Regions from separate parts of the Mus musculus genome. Here region 2 is linked to region 1. Evidence: chromatin contacts called from public Hi-C data. All regions are on one chromosome and are shown on one strand. The core of a region is the stretch at or near the end of the contact, and the rest is flanking DNA. Distances in the headings are between cores, read along the strand shown. Region 1 has its middle 94 kb from the start of Gm52792. Region 2 overlaps Foxk1 (forkhead box K1).

Evidence for each region. A called contact is a pair of places that touch in the nucleus more often than the background predicts.
Region 2: a contact with region 1 is called in a Hi-C map of nephron progenitors, with 1.9 times the contacts expected there. The contact joins two enhancer-like sites. A contact is called at or near these places in 8 of 484 Hi-C or Micro-C datasets (cardiomyocytes, cerebellum, embryonic stem cells and 2 more).

Annotation. Positions count from the first base shown.
Region 1 is chr5:142,227,063-142,231,279 of GRCm38.p6, forward strand. No RefSeq gene overlaps it. Among named protein-coding and RNA genes, the nearest start is that of Gm52792, 94 kb to the left of the region's middle. Within about 2 kb of position 2,374, at least 15 of the 459 cell types and tissues checked have an H3K27ac peak or open chromatin away from gene starts, as enhancers often do. A contact at or near this core is called in nephron progenitors, where this site is marked.
Region 2 is chr5:142,439,314-142,443,719 of GRCm38.p6, forward strand. All of the region lies in intron 2 of Foxk1 (forkhead box K1), which reads left to right. Among named protein-coding and RNA genes, the nearest start is that of Ap5z1, 22 kb to the right of the region's middle. Within about 2 kb of position 1,333, at least 384 of the 459 cell types and tissues checked have an H3K27ac peak or open chromatin away from gene starts, as enhancers often do. A contact at or near this core is called in nephron progenitors, where this site is marked.

The DNA of each region.
Region 1 (4,217 bases), core at 1,124-3,623:
CTAGAAAAACCTGTTTCTAGCTGTAGTGTGACTCAGCTGCAACACACACCTTTAATCCAAGAGCTTTCTGTTTAATGTAAACAGGATTAAGTAAAGTCAACCATAGATCAAGGCGTGGAGGAAGCAGCCAGGTGACAGGGAGTGAGTGAACACAGGGGGAAGCCATAGAGAGGAAGGGGAAGTCAGGAGGAGGGAAGAGGAAGTAGAAATGAAGGACACTCAGTTTGAGGGGTTTGAGAGAAGGTATGGAGGAGGAGAACTTCCTTTGGGGATGCTGGCTCTGGCAGATGGTTAGCCGGATGCTTCCTCCAACTCTGAGCTTTTACCCAAGAATCTGGCTCCCAAGTCCTTATTGGCAAAATAGAACATTTGAGAATTTTTTTTAAAAAACACCACCACCATTGTCACAGAGCTGGAGAGGCTGGTGAACACAAGATCATAACATCCAAGATATGGGACACTTCAGCCCAACTTGGCTCAAGCTCTGTTCCGTTGCGGCGATAATTGTTTCAATGGCTCTGGGACCACAGAAGTGCCTTCAGACATCTCCAGGCAATGTGTAGAACGCACCCCTAATGCACCCCATTGGTTATATCCTCCATCTAGGTGTGTGTGAAGACCATAGAGATCAGTAGGCAGCCATCTGTGTTAGGTTTTTCCATTCTTTGACAACAACCAGAGAGAACAAGTTCAGGGGAGGAAAGATTCGCTGTGGCTCATGGCACTGGGGCTTTCAATCCACGCTGACTTGATTTCCCTGACTTCTGGGGCTGTGTGTGATCACGCATAGCATCATGATGAGGGCATGTGGTGAAACTAAATGGCTGCTCACATGGTGGACTGGAGGCAGAGAGTGAAGAGAGCAGGTCAGAGCAAGACAATGCACTCAAGGGTAAACCTTCATTGACCTGTGTCTTCCAGCTAGGCTCAGCCTCCTAAACTTTCTAAAATAGCTCCATAGGCTAACCCCAAGTATTCACCACATGAGCCCATGGAGGGCATTTCGTATTCAACCCATACCTCCCCCAAAGGAGAGTCTGGTGATAGCCCTAGCTATGGGCTTCACTGTGATTCTGAGTTCCGGTCTGAGTTTCTGAGCTTCAGTTCTAACCTGAAAGACCAGGGTGAGCGTGGACACTCTAGTCTCTAGTTGATGTTATGGAACATTTCTTAAGATTATAAATATAAAGGAGTGTCTGGGTGTTTAATGCATACTTGGATGAGTTCTAAGCAATGTATCTGTCAGTAAACACCATGCCAGCCAAGATAAGCACTGTTCTCACTACCCACAACTCCACTGTGTTCCTGCCCAGCCCATTTCCAACTTACCAGAGACCATGGCTCCTGCTCCTATGGCTAGAGATTCACCTTACTGATGGTTAAGCTTCATAGAATGCCATCCTTCTCCATGGGTATACTGTGTCTCTATTCAATTGTATTGCTAAGGATTCTATGGGCATACTGCAATTTGATATGTACACTGGATGGATATTCTACAGCCCTAGGATCCCACCCAGATATACCATAGTCCAAGGAGCCATTTGTATAGAGTTGTATATAATTCAAGAACCCCATGGCATGAACATACCACAGTTTGACAATCCTACTATATGGATGTACCATAGTCCAAGAACACTGCTGAATGGGCATACCATGCACTGAGCAGCCTTGCAAAGCCATACCATATCCTGCCTGCCCATTCTTCTCTTGACAGACTCTTAGGTTGTCTCTAATGGGGGCTAAAATCAATAGTAGCACCATGCCCATTGGTCTGTAAGTCTCTTGTGGATCAACATCTTCATTTCCTTGGTAACTATCTAAAGATAGAAGAGCTAAAAGGATGTTTAAAAGGTTCATAGCAGTGTGGTCTTCCCACCAACACCAGACAGGATCCTCCCACTCTTCATTGACACCATTGTTAATAAATAAATAACCAGAATGTTTGCGCAGCTGCCGGTCAAGAGCATCCAACCCTTTCTCTTCGGCCAATGAGTTTTATAACCTCCATTCACGCCCTGTGCTCTCAATTTAATTAACTGCACTGAGGAACGTGACACCAGGACCAGCTTCTAGCAGCTGTAACACTGATGAGTTTATGGCCAGATATTAAAACCAAAGCTATGGGGAGACTGGCTTGGAGCCAGGCAAATCAGCAGCAAGAAGGGTAAAGATGTGTTGAAAATAAAATTTAATTTTCCAGCTGTGGTGATGAGCAAGCCGGATTCTGGCTTCACTGTGGGGTCGAAGCCTAACAAATGAGGCGGGCCCCGAGGATGGCTTCAGAAGCCCCAGCAAGCAGCGGACCGAGGAAGATTGAGCAGTCACAAGGGCACACTCCACAGAGGATCAGAGTCTGTGTCCTCTTTTGCATAATTCCTCGTGGTCACAATCAAGGGACTCACCTGGAACCCATTTAACTAAATCGTTTTTTCCATTAGGTCAGGCACAGTAGGCATTAAAAATTCTGCATTCATCCTCCAGAAAGAATGCCGCAGCCTTGCCAGGGCCAGCGGGAGGCCCAGCCCCTCCCTGCAGGAACCAACATGGCCCACTCCAGCCTGGTTCCTGGGCCCAGAAAGCAGCCCACCCCAACACGCCCTTCCCCAGAAGGGCCCACATCCTATGTCTTAGCTCCCTTGCTCACTCCAACCCTTCTTCCCTCCTAGCCTGCTGAAGTGTCACGTTTCTCAGAGGCTCTATGGATTCGTGAGTGCTTGGTGGCAGCCATTTTGAATCACATCTGCCATGATTGGCCTGAGTAACCCCGGCCAGTTTCCCAAGCATGGTTTCTATATTAGTTACTTTTCTGCCGCTGTGATAAAAACCGCCCTGATGAAAAACAGCTTGGGAACGAAAGGGGTCATTTGGCTTACACTCCAGGGTCATAGCAACCCAGGAAAGGCTCTGAAGCAGAACCGCAGAGGGATGCGGCTTCCTGGCTCATGCTCAGCTAGCTTTTTACCCAGCTCAGGCCCGACTGCCTAGTGATGGTGCTGCCCACAGTGGGCTGAGTCCTTCCACATCAATCATCACTCAAAACAAGTTCTTACAGGCGTGGTTACAGGCTAACCCAATGAAGGCAGTTCTTCAGCTGAGGGTCCCTCTTGCCTGGTGACTCTAGACTGGGTCAAGTTGACCAGGACAGCTTCCCAGCACACAATAAAGTAGACCACACTGTGAGAATCAGATGTAGGATTTTATATAGGGACCTGAGGTGAGCATTACTTCACCCCCGAAACCCCCACTGTCACGCTCTGCCTGTCATAGGACCCAATGCCATGGAATCATGTGACCATGGTCACTGCAAAACTATGAATCAAAACTAGGGCTGAGAAGATGCCCAGTGAGTAAAGTTAGGGTTCCATTACTATGAAGAGACACCATGACCTCTGCAACTCTGATAAAGGCAAAGGGTTTCTCTGTGTATCCCTGGCTGTCCTGGAACTCACTCTGTAGACCAGGCTGACCTCGAACTCAGAAATCCGCCTGCCTCTGCCTCCCAAGTGCTGGGATTAAAGGCATGCGCCACTACGCCCGGCTAAAAGCAAACATTTAACTGGGCCTGGCTTACAGTTTCAGAGGTTTAGTCCATTATCATCAAGGTGGGAGCATGGCAGCATCCAGGCAGTCAGGGTGCTAGAGGAGCTGAGAGTTCTACATCTTCATCCATAGTAAGCCTGGAGCAGGCTCCTACATGGCTTAGGAGAAGGGTCTCAAAAGCCCACCCCCACAGTGACACACTTCCTCTAACAAGGCCACACCTCCTCATAGTGCCACTCCCCGGGCCAAGCATATTCAAACCACCACAATGACCAAAAGCAACGTGGGGAGGAAAGGGTTTATTTCAGCTTTCAGTTTGTAGTCCATCATCCAGGAAGTCAGAGCAGGAACCTGGTGGCTGGCGGGAGCTGATGCAGATGCCATGGAGGAGTGTCCTTTACTGACTTACTCCCCATGGCTTGCTCAGCTTGCTGTCCCCAGCCCAGGGGTGACACCACCCACAAAAGGGCCTTTCCACATATATGCACATACACACATGATTTTAACTGAGTCTCCTACACCAGGGCTGACACTCCTCCTGGAAGCTCTGGTTTGTTAAATAAAAGGCCCAGAGCCTATACGCAACACCTCCTCTTGAGTTGTTAAGACAGGGCATGTCCCAAAGGCCCCCTAAAAAGCAACACAAAGTGTCACCATTGCTCTTGCTTGATGGCAAG
Region 2 (4,406 bases), core at 83-2,582, 210 kb after region 1:
ATTTACATGGGAAATCATGTGGCTTTGAGCAAGCACACGACACTCACATGAGAAACAGGTGGGGCAGCCCTAAAAGCATGTTCAGGGCCAGCCTGGGCTACTGAGTAGGACCAAAATGAGCCTGGGCAACAAGTGGTACCCTGTCATCCTGTAATAAGAAGAGGACCTGGATGAGTTCAGGGGTAGACACTTTAGGGGCCTGAAAGGGGCCCTAGGTTAGCCCGGCATGGCATGGTGGCACACACCTGAAATCCCAGCACTTGGGAGCTGAGGCCAGAGGGTCACATCAAGGCCAGCCGGCTACGTTATTTGTTATAGAAACACCAGGACTATATAGTGAGGCCTCATCTCCAAACAAACAAACAAACAAACAAAGGCTCTTGGTTCAATATCCAGTACTAGGTAGGGTACGTGATTGTGGGATTGAATAGTGTAGTTTTTTGTGTTGTTTGTTTGTTTTTGAGACAGGATCTCACTTTGTAACTCTGGAATTCACTACATAGGCTGGCCTCAATTATCCTGTGTGCGTCTGCCTCCCCAGAGCTGGGGCTAAAGGCACAAGCATGCCTGGCTTCAACGTTTCTCATTGACAATACAAAGAAAAAGTGGTGCGTGCTGGGAGTGGGGCTGGTTGGTGGAGCGCTGCTTGCCAAGAAAGCCTGCAAGATCCTGAGCACTGATAACAGCAGACGCAGTGGCCCATGGCAGCCCCAGCTCTGGGCAGGTGGAGGCTGGAGGATCAAAAGCCGTGTGTAATACCCCAGCTACATGAGACCCTGTCTCAAAAACAAAACAGCAGCCAGCTGGCTAAGACACTGAGTGATCATAGGTCGGGTGTAGAGTGGCTTTTGGTCAGGTGGCACAGTGGCTGTAAAGACCTCCCCCTCTCCCCGAACCCCCGCCCAGCAGTTGGTGCTTTGGTGTCCCCAGTGCTCCCTTGGAGTCCCGACTTTGTGTCTGCCACATTCCTGGTACTGCTGGGAGGGGGCAGGCCCTTGGCTCCTCCTGAGTTCCCACGGGTGCGTGGTCACTCTGTCCGCAGTCGCTGTTGACAGTGGCTTGGGACTTGCTCTGGACTCCCTGGGCCTTTAAGTGTCACAACAAAAGATCTCTGTTGACATCCGTTTATCTCCACACTGAGGAATTCCATTGAGCTTTTGTAAAGCTCAGCGGCCGGCCGCTGGAGGTTCGCCTGCCAAGACTTTCTCAGTTTGAGTTTCTGTGTAGGGGTGGAGCCCACGTGTTTACAAACACGCCCTGCCCTTCCTCTCCCAGGCAGCGGGAGCCAGGGTGGGGCAGGCTTGGGGAAAGGGTTTGACTTCCCAGCCCGCAGCAGTGGGCCCCGCCCTGCTCAGTCTGCTTGCCTAATTTGGTGAGCTTTGCTAGCGGGTCCCTATTGGCCGACCTGGGCACCGAAGGCTTGGGGACCTCCCAGCTGTGGCTCCTCCCTCCATGGAGCGGATCCCAGGGTTCGGTACCTTTGCCTCACTCCACCCCCCCCCCACCCCCCCCCCACCAGGCTGGCTTCAGTTTGTTGGGTGGCTCCTTATTTCCCAGGGCGGGTTGTTCCGCTGTGGTTTTGAGTTGTGTGTATGTTGGGTTTTTTTGGGGGGGCTGTCCCTGCCTGCAGGGCTCCGCCCAGCAGATGAATGAGCTCTTTGAAAGAAACTGCAGCTTCGGCAGTGTTTTGACCTTTCTTTCTGTGAAGAGCAAGTGATTTAGGAAAACAGGGAGCTGGTTAATCATTTGCTGAGGCTACTGAGGCTAAAGCAGGCTCCGTGGGACTACACTTCAGCAGACTGCCATAGCAGCCATGAAAGTAGCCTGTGGGTCCCAGCACCAGGCATTTACCAGGAATCCCTGCACCCAGGGCGCTGAGGCAGGAAGATTGCAGATCTGAGGCCAGCCTGTCTGGCTGAAACTGGGAACTCAGGGTTCGCTTCTGTTACAGACCCTGTCCCAAAATTAAGATGGAAAGGCTGGTGGGATGGCTCAGTGAGTAAAGGAAGGTGCTCCCTCCCGAGCCTGAAGACCTGAGCTCAGTCCCGAAGCCGCATGGTGGAGGGGAGAGCTGAGTCCCTAAAGTTGCCGTCTTCCACACCCAGGCTGTGCAGTGCCGTGCCCGCCCCCTGCATGTACACGTGTAGCAAAGGTTAGCAGTGGTGATGTGAATGAAGGGAAGTCGGCATCAGAGAACTGGCCCCCTTAGTCATGGAGCTGTAGTACAGTTCTACTTTACTGCGGGCTAGGGCTAGCTCAGTCTCCTGTGCTCTCGGAGATTTGCGTTTGGAGAGCACCCCAGTCTGCATCAGAAGTCTAGCACCCCACCGAGCCCCGCCCCTCCCCTCCCCACCCCAACCCACTCCCAGCCTTAGTTTCACTTGCTTGTGGTTTCAGTTATGCACAGTCCAAAAATACCAAGTGGAAAACTGCAGAAAATGAGCAAGTTACAAGTCTTCAATCAAGTGCAGCGCTGCATAGCTCCTCCCCTGTGTGTGACTCCCTGCCCAGTGTATCTGGTGGGTGGCTGGATTACCCAGTCTGCACTGTGGGCTGGGGATGAAGCCCCATGGTAGATCACTTAACCTGGCATGCATCAGTACTGGGAGAGGGCGGGGAGGGTCAAATTCAGGCGTGCCAAAGACCAGCAGCACAGCAAGTTCTGCCGGTAAGTTACAGGCCACGCTTTATCGTGGAGTAGGAACGTAGGAACGTAGGAAGCGATGGTGTGTGTCAGGCTCTGTGCTGTCTAGGACTTCAGGGACACCTGGAGGTCTCTGCATGCGTACCTCTGGAAAAGGAGCCTCCTGAATGCTTGTCTTCCTGGCAAACTTTGGTGCTTCCTTCAGGTTGTGTAACCTTCCTGTGATCACATTAGAACTTGAAGGCGGCATCGAATGTTCTAGGCATCTACGGACACTGAGTCTGCTGTTTCCTGTCCCTGTCTGCACCAACAGGCCTTACCTTGTTTCCTTTCCCATCTGACAACTTGGTTTCTCCCCACCAGCGGGTTTAGGGCCCTCCGTGTTCCTTTGGCCTGTCCCTGCTGTTTGTGTGTCATCCTGCACTGTCTGGGGTGCTGCAACATTGGGTTTCCAGTCGAGCTTGGTGGGGGCCATCCCAGTTCTCCTGGGATCCCAGTGGCTGCATCTGAGGTGTGTGTCCCTGTGTAGCACCACTTGGGCTCTGTCTCATCAGCCTGCAGGGAACTTTTGTATGGTCACCGTGTCTGCACTGGACAGCCCTTCCTCCCCAGATGTCGCACCGGTGAGAAGTCTTCGAAAAACATAGACCTGGCCTGGCAAAGGCCTGAGAGCCCAGATCCAGTATCAGACCCCCAGATATAGGGCGATGGCTCCCCTCTCCTGCCGTAAGACTGCCTAAAGGTAGCTGATATTGGGCTGGGCTGGTCAGTGGTGAGACCAAGTTCAGATCTCCAGAACCTATGCAAAGATAGCGTATAGCCCAGCTAGCTGAGCTGTCCTCTGACCTGCACACATACATGCATACATACATATATAATTACATATACACACATCATATGCACACGATTTTTAAACGAGTACCTAATATTAGGGTGTTTTCCACCTTGGGTACTTTGTGGTTTCAGAAGCAAAGTTAATCTTTTGAAGGAGCTCCAGGGACTTAAGTAACATGACACTTACCTTAGAAGAACACATTCTTTTTGAAAACAAAAACAAAAAACAAAACAAAACAAAATCCATGTATTTATTAGTATGTATGTGCGCGCACACACCGTGCTACACCCTTCTACCACGCAGGCAGGTTCAGGGAACTGAACTTGCATTGTCTGTCAGGCTTGCCTGCAAGCACCTCACCTGCACAGGGTACCTCACCTGCACAGGGCACCTCACCTGCACAGGGCACCTATCTCACCTGCGCAGGGCACCTCACCTGCGCAGGGCACCTCACCTGCGCATGGCACCTCACCTGCGCAGGGCACCTCACCTGCACAGGGCACCTCACCTGCACAGGGCACCTACCTCACCTGCGCAGGGCACCTCACCTGCGCAGGGCACCTACCTCACCTGCGCATGGCACCTCACCTGCGCAGGGCACCTCACCTGCGCAGGGCACCTACCTCACCTGCGCAGAGCACCTCACCTGCGCAGGGCACAGACATGCTTGAGGATAAGTCTGCAGTGTTTGCCTCTGAAGATCTTCCTTCTCTGCCCTTTTGTTCAAACTCAGCAGTAAATGGTGGGTGTCGTGCGGTTCCCACAGTGGAGGGACTCCCCTAGGGCCCCTCTGGCTTGTCCCGCATGGCCTGCCCTTTGCAGGCGTCCTTCTGCGTCAGGGCCTCGTGTTTCCGAGAGGGACTTTGGATTTCACGTCTCCTCCCTCTCCCCAGTAAAGTTCCATCGTCTTTGGTTCAGCTCCTGCCA